2 separate regions of the Mus musculus genome follow, and region 2 is linked to region 1. The links are chromatin contacts, called in public promoter capture Hi-C maps. All regions are on one chromosome and are shown on one strand. Each heading gives the region's core, a stretch centred on a gene start, on an enhancer-like site or on the middle of the called end of the contact. The rest is flanking DNA. Distances are from core to core; before and after follow the strand shown.

The links. Promoter capture Hi-C pulls out the DNA fragments that hold promoters and counts their contacts.
Region 2: a contact with region 1 is called in a promoter capture Hi-C map of liver, with 2.8 times the contacts expected there. The contact joins the enhancer-like site here to the promoter of Xdh in region 1. A contact is called at or near these places in 5 of 39 promoter capture datasets (the 3T3-L1 cell line, the C10 cell line, cranial neural crest and 1 more), 1 of 15 datasets of contacts at CTCF or cohesin (the NIH/3T3 cell line), 4 of 115 datasets of contacts at active chromatin or transcription factors (bone marrow-derived macrophages, effector CD8 T cells and memory CD8 T cells) and 2 of 9 other capture datasets (adipose tissue and liver).

What each region holds. Positions count from the first base shown.
Region 1 is chr17:73,944,908-73,952,140 of GRCm38.p6, forward strand. It overlaps Xdh (xanthine dehydrogenase), which reads right to left and starts at 5,289. Exons shown (of 36, transcript NM_011723.3): 1 at 5,171-5,289. The coding sequence starts at 5,221.
Region 2 is chr17:74,266,621-74,273,653 of GRCm38.p6, forward strand. The region is part of intron 1 of Memo1 (mediator of cell motility 1); the gene reads right to left. It overlaps Gm52299 (a long non-coding RNA gene), which reads right to left. Exons shown (of 2, transcript XR_003952320.1): 2 at 1,671-7,033. Among named protein-coding and RNA genes, the nearest start is that of Gm52299, 5.9 kb to the right of the region's middle. Within about 2 kb of position 3,846, at least 12 of the 459 cell types and tissues checked have an H3K27ac peak or open chromatin away from gene starts, as enhancers often do. A contact at or near this core is called in liver, where this site is marked.

The DNA.
Region 1 (7,233 bases), core at 4,039-6,538:
CTAGGTTCTCTTTGCCAAGATTGTCTGACTTAGTTCTGCTGACTCTGACCGTTTTTCCCCTCTGCAAATAGAACATATGACGCTGTACTTCTTAAGAATTCTGCTTGGCACGAGTCACCAGCCTGTAAGAGACATCTTTGTCCCACCTAGAACCCTGGTTCTCCTTCTTGATATGTCACCTTTCAAGACACGCATTCCTGCAGGTTCTGGACAGTATAGGACATATAGTGGTCTGCCGTACCATAACTAAAGGTAGACCCAGCATAGTGTTGCTAACTAGAAATCATGTGTTTAAACTCTTACTTAAGTTTAAATGGACAAAGTGGAAATATTGGTTCACATTCCCAGATTTTAATCGGTTCAAGAATTTTGTTAGCAGTGGACATACTACAGACCATACATGATGTGGATAGGGTTGGCTTTCGTGTATTTAAGTCAGTCTCAGTAAGGTTACCTAAAGGGAGTGACAGAGCAGATAATAGAAGTATTCTTTGTACAATGGACCCTTCATGTTGGGGGCTGAGATAAAGCAGAGGGCATAAGAAATGCACATCACACATGTCATGGGATACATGAGCAAACACTTCCTGCCATAGCTCCTGAAGAATCCTTGAAACCATCAAAAGAATTAGCCCTAAACAGTTGAAATGGCACCTTATAATAGAGCCAGTTAAGTGAGATCCTTCTTGCTATCTCATGAATCATTCTAGGTTCAGACTGTTTGGGGAAACTTTGCTAGAAAACAAAATGGTGCATGTGCATGTGTGTGTTGTGTAGTGTGTTGTATATATGTATGTAGTTCATGTATGTGAGTGTATGGGTACATACATACATACATACATACACACACATGCATACACACAGGGATAGATAGATAGATAGATAGATAGATAGATAGATAGATAGATAGCTCTCTCAGTCTTACTAGCCTTAGGCAAGGTCTCTCACTGAACCAGAAGCTCACTGTATAGGTTAGGCTGACTGGTCCATGAGCTCTTGGGACCTGCCTGTCTCCAACCACCAATGTTGGCATGTGCAGCCCTTCCTGGCTTTTTGTATGGAAGCTGGGGATTCAGATTCAGTTTCTTATGCCTGCAGAGCTAGTGTTCTTAGCTACTACATCACCTTCCTTGCCCCAATATTAGTATTTTTGTATTGACTCCAAATAATACATTCCTGAAACTTGTAGAACTTCCCCTTCAATAATATTTAAAGAAAACGTGCAAGATAGAAAGTATAATCCTTAGACAAATATTACATTTTTCTCTCATTTGGGATCTATCTTTATATAGACATGTATGTATATGACATGATGGTACAAGTGAAACTATGTAGGAAGAAAGAGAACAAACGGGAGGGGGAGGGGAGGAAGTGGAGTATATGAGTAATATGATCAACATACAACATATACAATCATACAACATACTCGTATAATTTTTAATTTAAGTTTAAAATTAATGTTTTCTTTAATTAGTTTCCTTTTATGATAACACCCCAGGATTCCAGCTTGCTCAATATCCTGGTTATTAAGGCAAAGCTTCTTTTCTAGGAGAAGTCACACAGGCAAATAAAAATGACCCAAAATGACATTTATCACCCTCCTGGTTGGCATCAGTGACCTTAGTGTGCCATTTCTCGCCTTGTTTCTCCTTCTCCTTTATAGTACATCACACTAGACACACACACACACACACACACACACACACACACACACACACACACACACTGCCTGCTGGGACCACCTACAAATTCAAGGTAAGTTCCTCAGTGTCTCTGAAGACCCCTTTAAACATGTCTTCACTTTTAGCCATCCTGCCTCCTACTTCCCCAGCAAGTCTGTCTGATTGAAGTTAAAATCCATCTCATATCTCCTAGTCCCGTACCTTGAGCATATCTCTCTCTCTCTCTCTCTCTCTCTCTCTCTCTCTCTCTCTCTCTCTCTCTCTCTCTCTCTCTCTCTCAGACATATTGACTTCTTGGGAGACTTCATATGCTGCCCTACCCAAGGCTTTCTACCTCGCTACCTTCTCTTGAATATCTACACAGAACAGCCATGCTACGTTGGAGCTGTGTCTCACGAGCTTCCCACGGTGTGCCCCACGGAATAGTCTCCACAGAAAGCCCAGAGGGAAAACACTTGGCAGGCATCCCAGTGTGAATCTGAAATATTCCCTCCAAGGCCATATTTGCAGCACTTGCTACCTAGCTGACAGGGTGGTTGTAAAACCTTTAGGAGCTGAGGTGAAAGTAGGTCATGGGGTTGTGGGGAGGCTTTGGGGGCTATACCCAAACTCTGGCACTTCCTTCTCTCCATCTCCTCTTCTGTCATATTGTGGATAATGACCCCTTCCCTCTATTTACCGTAATCGTCTGCTCAAGTTACGAGGCCTATTTGTGGACTAACTCCAGTGAAACCATGAGCCGAAACAAATCCTTCCTTCCTTCCTTCCTCCCTTTAATTGATTCTGCCAGGTATTGTGGTGCCTGGGATATAAAAGGAACACACTGCAGGGCAAGTAACATGGGCCAGCCTTGATGGGCCAGCAACATGGCTCAGTGGATAAAGGTGTCTGCCATCAAGCTTGATAACCTAAGCTGAGTTCAATTAATATCTTCTCTCACTCTCTCTCCCTCCCCCTCTCTCTCATACACACACAGAGAGAGACAGAGACAGAGAGAGACAGAGAGAGAGAGACAGAGACAGAGAGAGAGAGACAGAGAGAGAATAAATACATAGAACTCAAAGAAAATGAGTGAGTAGATTGCTCTGAAAATTTGAACTTTAAAAATAAAATGATTGTTGGGTATTGTGTTGTATTGTGGTGGTGCATGCTGTTAGTCACAGCACTCAAGGTTCAGAGGCAGGCCAGTCTCTGTGAGTTCGAGGCCAGCCTGGTCTACATAGTAAGACCCTGTCTCAAATAAATAAATAATAAAAAGGAAGGAAGAAAGGAAAGAAGGATGAAGGATAGAAAAAAGGAAGACAGTCCTAAAGGATGATAACATACTATATACATTAAATCTATAACATTAAAATTATAATTATCCAGTGAAAGAATAAAGCTGCATGCCTCCAGCTATGTCCTCTTCCTGTAGGGATTTCTCTTGCATCCCTCTCAGTAAAACTAGAATCCTGGCCCCTTAAGAGGACATCACCCACAATGCTGGTGAAATATTGAGCAACGCTCTCCCTTTAGTACTGACTCCAGAAGAGGACAGGTCACTAAGGTCCAGGTCACTCCCAGAAGATTCCACAGGCACTTGGTGTCTCATACCTGAGCCCTCTCTAAGCCCACTGGTGCAGACAGAACCATGCAGTGTAGAAAACAAGGAAAGGAAGAGGTGCCCTGAGGAGAACCAGCTGCCATCTTTCTACCGCTCGTTTGGTAATTTCTTTGCACAATCTCTCTGGCCCAATGCCTAGAACATCTTGAAGAAGGAAATGAATCTGAACTTACTCAATCTGCCTGTGCTCACTCAGATTGCCTGCTAGCTCTGGCTTCTTACTACTCACCAATTGCCCTTACTTTCTTCATCCTTCTGGAGAGCTCACACCTTTTTAAATGACAGGCTGGCTATTCCTCAGGATAACCTGACGGGACCAGAAGCTCCCAGGAATAGAAGGGATTGGTGTGATGCTACACTCTAAAAAAATCTAAAAATCACTTCTCTCCAGTGCTAGTAAAATGCAAGGAGAAGCAATTTCAGCCAAGCCAGTTCACCTCAAAAACACTCCTTTCTAGAACCAGAGGCTGACACTAAGCTATCCCCCCAGAAGAACTGTGGGTCACACATAAATCAACACCCGACCTTAGAGCAAGATATGACCTTCAGAACACTTTGAACCTGCCACTAGCTCACTGGGAAAAATTCATTTATGAGCATCCCAAAGATGATGATGTCTGTGTGTGCACAGTATTTCCAGGGAGCCAAGTTAACAGCTGTTTCCTCACCTCTGTGATGCAACCATTGGGCACAAAAGACATTTAAAAGATTGAGTTCAAAAGCCTTACTACCATCAGCTTAGGCATTTCACCCTAGCCCTTGTCTTGGTCCAAGCTTGCCCAACACACACACACACACACACACACAAAAGCAATATATCAGAGAGATTCAGGGATCCAGGGATGGGGCCACTCCCACTGAATCCACAGGCTTTACCGTACTGGTGTTGAAATGACTCCTAAAGTTTGCGTGCTAGTTAGCCAAGCAGATGCTGGCAGTCTAAGCCCTTAGGAATTCTTGAAATCACATGTCCATTCTTGCAAATTTCTTCAGAAATTACTCAGTCTCTTTAATCAACACAAAAGTGTCAAAATAAAAAAACAAGTAAAATTGTTTGGGGAGGGGGGGAAGCCTTTGGCCCACTCATGGTTTATGAAGTCCATGTGGCCAGTTACAGTGGGGGAAATGAGGGTTCTTCTCCTGTGACCTCAAGTGGGGAGCTGCAGTGCTGGGAGTACCTTGAAGGGAGGCCAACAACGCCAGAAACAATACACTTAGCTTGCTCCTTCTCTCCCTGCACCGAGTTGACCTTGCAAAGATTCTCAGGCTATCAGGGATTTTGTGGACCCCATACCACTTTACCTACATTCACAAGTGCCGTTTAAGGGGTTTGCAATATTTACATATAGAACTGAGAGATGGTGATGGAGGAGTCCTTTATGAAAATAATGACAATAATGGCTTGCCACAAGGTGTCAGTATATGTTGCCGCACAGTAAATCAGCTCTAGTTAAATCTATGTACAGGATCATATATCAGAACCAGTGGCTGTGTGTGTTTTATGTTCCGGCATTAGCATAAAAGTGCCCGCCTCCTGCTGTTTGTATTAAAGAGAGCCACTGAAACACTAGAAACAGAGAAGAAACACAGAAATAGGGAAGTGCTGTTGCCTCCTCCTCTCACCTAGACTCTGTTCCTTTTCCCACCTCTGAGCCAGTGTGTCCTCTAGCATAGAGTGGCCATCCCTCTCTCTTCCCTCCCCTTCCTCCTTTGCCCTCTGAGCGTCTTGCCTGTGTTCATCTTGCTCTAAAGTTACCAAACTACAGCAATATCTTTTGAGGGGTAAGATGAGACCAGAACACATCAAAGTGTCCACACAAGAGAAGTGACACAGGTCCCCTTTCAGACAGCAGAATCTCTAAACCAAAGGTCAACTGCCACTTACCTTTTTGCCATTCACAAAGAAGACCAACTCATCTACCGTTGTCCTCGTCATCGTGACGGCCGGAGTCCCCGAGCTGCTGCGAGGTGCTTGTAGATATCACTGCCTGCAACTTGAAAGATACGCCTCCCAGCAAAATGAAACAAAGTTAGCCAATGAGAAAGAAGCAGCTCCAGGCATGGACAGCTCTTGGCAAGAGTCACAGGTTTGCACAATCCAGGAAGGACCAGACAGCCAATCCACAGATCCTACTCTGTCCTCCTAGTCAAAGTGCACAGAGGAAAGTGCAGCCGTAGATTAAGGAAGCCTGCATCTTGGCACCAGATGACTGTGAATTCTGGGCACCTGCCCTTGTGAAACCTGCTTCATCCTCCTCCCACTTGCCATACCAGGAAGAGCAGGGAAGGAGCAGTTTGCCAGCCACTGAGGCTGATTCACTCTCTTCCCGTTCACACTTGTTATTTTCCCAAACCGGCTCACCCTGACACAGGCTCGCCACTGGCCTGCACAGCTCACTCTCTCAGGGCCTGGCAGAATGTGAAGGTCAGAGACACAGACCCTTATGTCCAGACTCAAACCCTGACCTTTGACTACAGCCTGTCACTTATCGCCTGCAGGACTCAGCTGTTTCTTCCTGGAAAAGGGACATCAGGATGACACCAAAAGCAGAAAGCTGAAAAGCAAAAGGTCTCTCGGGCGTGCCTTATAAACTTGCAGAGAATGGAAATAATCACTTTTGAACAGTCACAGGAACAATCCCAATAACAAATCATGTTCCAGAATTTCACAAAACTTGTCAAATTATCAGAGGAACTCATACACCAAAACATATTACAAGCACCAAGTAAATAAAATAAGCTAATACAACAACACCCACCACAGTCTGTTAATAGAGCTGAGAGCCCCCAGCTCCATCAAGGACCATTAGCTTCTGGTGTAAATGCCTATGCACAGCATCCACTCAGACAACACTCGTGGGCTCTCCTTGCTCCACCTCCCACCACTCCATTCCACCCATCTTCACATCAGCAGGCACTCTGTCCTTCCCCAGCCCTGCAGTCACTCAATCACTCAGCCAACCTACAGGGACACATGTGTCATCGTCCTGGAAGACCACAGAAAAGGAAGAAAAGTGCATGGTCAGATGAGCCTGGTGCAGCAACAACATTTTGGGAAACAGGACTCCTGGGACAGTCACATCATCAACACAACGCCCCTTTGCTGGCACAGCCCTGACGGAACCAAGAATGAACTTATTTGTCGGTCAATTGATATCCCAGTTTACCCTTAGACTTATGCACCAAATCCCTTCAAGTTTCTCGGTCCAGGATATTCTGGTCATCATAAAACAGTACTTGCTACCCGGAATCAAATTCCTTACGAAATGGGCAGTTTGGCTGTCTGGGGATGTTAGTGACATGCCTGGTAGGGCTGTTGTTGAAGATGATGATGATGATGATGATGATGATGATGATGATGATGATGATGATTATGATGCTTCTGAGACCAGGAAATGGAACTAACCATCCCAAGCCCAGGATAATCCTTCACAATAAAGAGTTGTCCAACCTAACATGTCAATCAAGTAGAGGCAGAGATGTGGTGACCTGGAAGGGAAAGGGTGGGGAGAGGGACTAAGGCTGAACCTAAGGTGTGTTTTGTTAACTCCCTGTTCCTCACACTCCTATGATGGACTGGTGTTCTGTTCAGTGACTCATCTTCATGAGCTCTGCCTTTCCCCCACAGTCCCAGGGAAAACTCTGAAGGCTGGATTTAGTGTCAGCTCCATCACCTTTGCAAAAGTCACTGGCTTGGGTCCAGTGGCCACGTTCACAGACACGGCTTACTATAACTACTCTGTAAAATCAATTCTGCCAAAAAAAAGTAAAGAAAGAGGGCAAACCATCCCAGCAGATGTTGAGAGAGTGCTGGATGGAGGATATAGGAATGTGAAACCTAGGGGTTGGTAACACCCACAGTACCCCTCCCCTGCCATAATCTGAAGGCACAAATAACCTGACTGAGGCAGTGCTGGAACAGGCGAAACTGAAAGAGGAGATGAGAAA
Region 2 (7,033 bases), core at 2,596-5,095, 320 kb after region 1:
TGCTTGCTACAGACAACTAGAGCTGAGTTCTGTGCACACAGGATAGATGGCTCACAACCACCAGGGAATCCAATGCCCACTTCTGGCCTCTACAAGCACCAGCGTTCATATGCACACACCCTCACACAGACACATAATTTAAAATAAGTTATCCTTTTTAATTTTCTCAATTCTTCTTCAATAGCTGCCATACAGAAAAATTCAGAAAAGGCCCAATTGTTTAAAGTCTATTAAGTAAAAAGTAGGCTATGCACAAAACATCAAATACAAGCATAGTAATTTTTTTGTTTTGTTTTGTTTTTCGAGACAGGGTTTCTCTGTGTAGCCCTGGCTGTCCTGGAACTCACTCTGTAGACCAGGCTGGCCTCGAACTCAGAAAAACACCTGCCTCTGCCTCTCAAATGCTGGGATTAAAGGCGTGCGCCACCACTGCCCGGCTACAAGCAAAGTTTTTTTTTCAACTAACTTATATAGGTCTGGCATTCAATTCAATGGCAAAGGAAAAAAAAAAAAAAAGTGGAGTGGGGCAGACTACAAAGCCACAGGAAAAGAGAGGCAAACTCCAAGATCTCTAGGAGGCTAATGCAATCCAAAACCACCCAAGGTGCCTGGGACCAGGCCTAACATATGGCCTATCTAGAAAACCTCACAGGAGGAGAGAAGTGAGGGTAAGTCCTTTCTTGGGAAAACCTCTACCCTTTCCTAGAATTCCACACACAATTCTCATTAACTCTAAGTAAATGCACCCCCCCATTTAAGCCTATCCATAATGAGCTAAATCAAATCCCAAGGATGGAACTCTCTAGTCAACGGCTCTCACCAACAAACAAGCATTTCAACACAACCAACAACTGCTTACAGCCTTTCTCCCTTTTCAGCTACAGAGCTTCAGTATCTAACTTACAGGCACAGGAACATGCACACACATGGGCAGCCCTAGTGGCCTCTGGTCTTACGTTATCATAGTATAATTTTACTTATGGCATCTCCACAGCCACCTTTTAAACTTGTTTTTAAAAAGGAAAAAAAAAGGAGGCCAGTGAGATAACTCTGTAGGGAAAGGTGTTTATCAGCAAGCCTGACGACCTAGTCTAATCCTTAGGACCCATGTGGTTAAAGAGAATCAACTCCTACAAGATATCCTCTGATCTCTAAATACACACTACGGCATGTGAAACCCACACACATACACATAAATAAACAAATGTAATTTTGAAGATGGAATGGAAGACAGACTACGATTTCTCTCCCCCGAGATTGGGCATGACCTATAATAAGCTCAAAACTGACCTGTCTCAGGACAGGCCGGAGAGATGTCTCAGTGGTTTAAAGCATTTTCTATTCTCGCAGAGGGCCTCAGTTCCGTTCCCAGCACCCATATCTGATAGCTCACAGCCACATGTAAATTCAGTTCCAGAGGATCCGGTGCCCTCTTCAGGCCTACGTAGGAACTGCACACATGATAAACTTACATATATACAAGCAAAATACTTGTAACAACAATGTCAGCATGATTCTATGATTTAAAAAATAATAATAACCAGTCTCAATAAAGATTGTACTTCAGGTTCCATTCAGTTCTGCCTAAGGCCCTTAAAAGGCCACTGGGGAGAGCAGCCCACTGGTATCTCTTGGAACTTCTCCCATCCTCATTTCTTCCTCCTTTTTCCTAAATAAGTCTACATTTGCTCAGCTCACTTCTTGTTCAAATATCCTTGTCCAAATTCTTCTTGACCATGACATGAATTTGGAAGCTCAGGGTGGTTTGGGTGGTCACTGATCACCCAGCACTCTGGATGGATGGACAGATGGATGGACAGATGAACAGACAGGCAGACAATCACTTTCCCCTATTCTGTCTTAGGAAGTATAATTACATTTAGTATGTCTTTCTGAGCACCTCTTTCTCCTTAACCATCATACATAAGAGCATATCTTAGAATCTTTTAATAAAATCACCAAGTCTATTTCATTACACTGACTAGTCCTGAAATTCTTTTTTAGCATTAAAGCCAAAATGAGGTCCCAAAGTATTAAGGGACTCCTCGGGCTGAAAAAGCAAACAACATGGGGTTGTCTCTGTCACCTTGTATTTAACAAATTGACAAAAACACATATTTCCTCAAAGTTATGTAGTTTAAAAAAATGATAACTATACCATATTAAGCAATGTCAGCATGATTCTGCACTGAGTGGTATGCCCACTACATAACATGACTATGGGGTAACCATTCCAGGTTCTAATCCTTGCCCACTAAGCAGATCAGAAATTCTATGTTATAATAAATTATTCTACAATTCATTAAGAGGTAGAATTGTTAAGGTTGATATTGGAGGAAAGAGACACGCAGTAAAGCATGTTAAGGGACTAGGTCTTTCTCATCAAGATGAAATCTCTCTAGCCTAAGTGAAGATCTAGCATTCCCAGCTACTGAAGTCAATGAGACGGTCAATCACCTGAGCAGCCCTCAGGAGGCAGGAAGCGGAATCTCCCCTGAAGAGGTGGACTCACTTCAGCCTGATACAAAGAACAGCAGAATAATTCTATCTTTTATAAGACATTGTACTTTTTCTTTTCCAGAACTACTGTCCCCTAGTGCAATCCCTGCAGAGCACCAAGAGGTGTGGCTGGGTTTGCCTACCTTTCTACATGCAACTCTTCCTTGTTCTTTCTTCTGTCTTTAGTGTTTGTTTGTTTGTTTTAATTTTGCTAGCTCCTTGACAAATTTGTAACAATGTGTTTTGATCATATTCATCCCCTATACCACAGCCCAGATTCAGCTCTTCTCCCTTCCCCACCTACACAATTGTGTGTGTGTGTGTGTGTGTGTACTTGTGTCTGTCTGTCTGTGTTTTACATGTATGTGTGCTTACTATGCCGCCCAGAAATGGAATTATAGTTGTGAGTCATCCATCATCCAGATGCTGGGACCAAACCTCAGCCCTCTACAAGAAAGAACATCAGGTGCTTTTTTGTTTTTCGAGACTAGGTTTCTCTGTGTAGCCGTGGCTGACCTGGAACTCACTTTGTAGACCAGGCTGGCCTCAAACTCAGAAATCCATCTGCCTCTGCCTCCTGAGTGCTGGGATTAAAGGCAGGTGCTCTTAACTACTGAACCACCTGTCCTTGCCTTTTTCTAAAGCTCCCTTCCTCACCCTGTGGCTAATCTCCAGGAGAGCTTAACTCAAATAGTATGTAGCCTTTTCTCTATTTTCCTCTTCCCAACAGCTGCTGAGATTTACAGCTTTCCTGCCCTGGTATTTCTCGTTTAAACTCTTATAAAACTGTCCTTAAGCTTCCTTTTGAGCCGGGCAGTGGTGGTGCACGCCTTTAATCCCAGCACCTGGGAGACATAGGCAGGTGGAGTTCAAGGCCAGCCTGGTCTACAGAGTGAGTTCCAGGACAGTCAGGGCTATACAGAGAAACCCTGTCTCAGAAAAAAAGAAAAAAAAAAAAAAAAAAAAAGGCAAGCTTCCTTTGAATCTATTTTTAAATTAAGAATCCAAAGATCCATAAACCCTGGCATCGTCTAGCACCCAAATGGGACTCTAGCTCAGGATCCCCTCCTTTCACTAAGTCTGCTTCTCTACTTGTAACTAGTGCTTGAATAAACTTTAGCCTTGCTTGACTTTCAGAAATTCCTGCCTTCTAATTCAATCGGTAGAGAAAATAAAAATGATCCTGCACCTCTAGATAGTATCAATATGAAATTATAAGTATTGTAACTGTGTGCATACATACACATATCATTTCTAGATAATCTTGTGTGACTGTTACTAGAACTGTCTAGAGTGACCTAACTGAATTTTTACCACATCCTAATCTTGTTTATCTTAGAGGTCAAAATGCCTGTAGGCCAGTTCTTTTTCAGGTAGACTTGTCAAAACTGCTTAGACTAAAACGAATACCTGAGTGACTGCCAGACTACTTCTAACTTCATTATAACTCAATCTCCATGTTAAAAACACAGATACCCACTGTCATGACAGGTGACAGCTGCCAGGACAACCCCTAGGAAAAAAACAAGACAAGAGAAAGGAGTTGGCAACTGTAGCCCTGGACATTTCCCAACCTTTCCAAGAGAAAAAAAAAGAGAGAGAGAGAATATTCCTGCTGTTTATTAATCTACCCCTCTCCTTCATTTTTTTATTCAGCATTTACTATCTTCTCAACCTGCAAGAAGAGAAAAATTGATTTGCAGACGTATCTCTCACTTCATGGTCAAGGATAAAAGTCTAAAGCCTACACAACAGGTGCCCAGTTATGTTCCTGACCCCACAAAGAGGGGGATAAGAGCTCAGTCTGAAAGCAAAACTGGTATTAACATGCTTCCTGCAAGCTGTATTAGAAACCAAGAAAAAAGTCGGGCAGTGGTGGCACACGCCTTTAATCCCAGCACTTGGGAGGCAGAGGCAGGTGGATTTCTCAGTTTGAGGTCAGCCTGGTCTACAGAGTGAGCTCCAGGACAGCCAGGAAACCCTTTCTCAAGAAACTAAAAACAAAAACAAAAACAAAAACAAAAACAAAAAAACAGAAAAAAAAAAAAAAGAAGAAGAAGAAACCAAGAAATCCCAACATCCCAACATGACAGCCAACAGGACATACATAAAGAGCATGGAGAACTGGCTTCAAGTGAAAAATGACATACTGACATACGAGCATTACCACTTAAAGACAATCTTTTCATGGGGGAAAAAAAACTGAAATAATCATTCTGATGTAAAGCTTTGAAAATTATTGATTTCATAGAGTTTTATCATGAAAAGATACCAAGAAATATTTACTGATTTTCAAAATTATTTGAAACTTTGACCTTTTTTTATAAGTAGTAAAAATCACAGAGGTGTGCAGGGCGCATGCATTTAATCCCATACTTGGGAGGCAGAGACTGTCCAATCTCTGTGAGTCTGTGGACAGAGGGTCTAGAAAGTGAGTTTCAGGACACCCAGAGAGACAAAAAAAAAAAAAAAATTTCATAGTTACTTGCTACATTATATATCTGTGACAGGGAATGTACTGGCAACATCTTATATAGTAAGTCCAGTAGAAGATTAACTCTAGCAATTGGCATTGGTCCAATGACTGCAGAAACACATGCCATCTATGCACATGTAGCTCTGCCTGAGGAAGACAGGACTCTTGTACCACAGACTCCACAGTTGGGTCACAACTGTTCTGTTACCCCCTTATCACTAACATCTGTCTGACAACCAAACTTGTCCCCAATCGCTCTAACCCCATCATTTGCAGAATATCCCTAATTGCCCTTCATTACTCGCCAGATTAGGACAGGTTTCTCTAAGTCTCCCTGGCTATCCTGGAACTTTGTAGCTGAGGCTGGCCTCAAACTCAAGAGAGCCACTTGCCTCTGCCTCCTGGACTCAAAGGCCTATGCCACCACCACAAGGCTAAAATTTGTAGTTTTCTGGTCCGGCCCTTGTCTTCTTCAGTGTTGTACAGAGATAATCTTTGGACCAGTGCCATACTTCACCACCATGATGGTGACAGACTCTTATTTCCCCCTGGAATCATAAGTTCAAATAAGGCCTTCCTTTTGCAGGATATTTGATCACACTGTGAACCCCAAGATTGTAAACTAGAAAAACCTGTTTATTGCTGTGGTGTGGCTCAGCCCTAGTCACACCTTTACCCCAAGAGTTTTCTGTACACAAGAGCTAAATAAAGTCAACAGCAGATCAAGAGGCAGAGCAAGCAACATGGCCATGCCCCACCCCCTCTGCTTTTCTACAATAAAGCTCTAAAACCATGGACTGTCTCTGCTCATCAAGACCCCCATGCTATAGCAATGGACCAGGCCTTCCCCAAAAGAGCTGAGTCTAATCTCCCGCAGAAAGGCCTACCAGCTTTTCCAGCCGCCAGACCAGACCAAGGACTCATGCCCACGCAGGAACCACCCAGCAGCGCCTTCTCCCCCTACCCCTTCTCCCTTCAACCCTGGGGCTGACCAAGCTGCCCCTGGGGGCTCCCCACTTCATTCTCAGCTCTTTCAAGACGTCCAGCCGCAACATCCAATGGCTCTGGGATGCCCAAGATTGAGAACCTGTAGTTCCTGGCCTCCATGCAGCCCAGAGACCCCTGAGCTGACTCTTCCGTGGTACCCAGAAGTCTGTGGCGCCTGAGTCAGAGCCAAGACTGCGCCTTCCCCACCCCCACTGAGCGTGGTCCGGTGGCCTAAGCCTAGCACTGCCCATTCTGGTTCCGTGGGTCCCACAGCAATCTCCCGTGGCCACCCTCCACCACCACCCGCCTCCGCCGCCCCATCCAGTCAGTCTCACCGAGCTCTGGCAGGATGCGGGTCATCTCACCCATCCCCCCCTTTTCATCCCCGCGCCGGGCAGTGCAGTAAGTAGTTAAGAATCCCGTTTCCTGAGTGACTGCTCTTTTCCTTAACCACACTGGCAGACACCTCATGATGCAGCAGCTAAGAGCTCAGTTCTTTTCTTTCCCACAGCAGCAACTCTCTCTCTCTCTCTCTCTCTCTCTCTCTCTCTCAGTTCACAGCATCAAGTATCTCTCAAAGTGTTATCCTATATTTTCAGATGTTAAAAACAATCATTTGACAGATGTGATTTCTGGCGATATTTAGCCTAATTTTCTATCTGGCAATCTTGAACGCCACAAGCAAAAAGCCAAAAAGAGAAAAGCATCTACATTGACAAAAAAATCTATTGAACAGTCTCAACTATTCAGTTCCACCAAATTCTAACAAATTTACTCTTCAATTATGCAATAGATGAAGCAACAGTTCAGAAGGGAGAGAGATTGTTTAAAAAAACAAAAACAAACAAACAAACTAGATAGAGTAGGATCTAAAGGAAATCAGAAACACACCAAGCTGTTTTGTTGCAAGCAGTGAGGAAGGGATGCAGGCCCTGTCCAGGAGAGGCAGAATCTCCACTTTTAAAATCTTTTAAATGGGCACATTTTACATTTCTTAAACCTAAAGAATTACAATCACCAAAAAGGAGCTTACAGCTCGGAGGTGGTGGCACAAGTCTTTAAGCCCAGTGC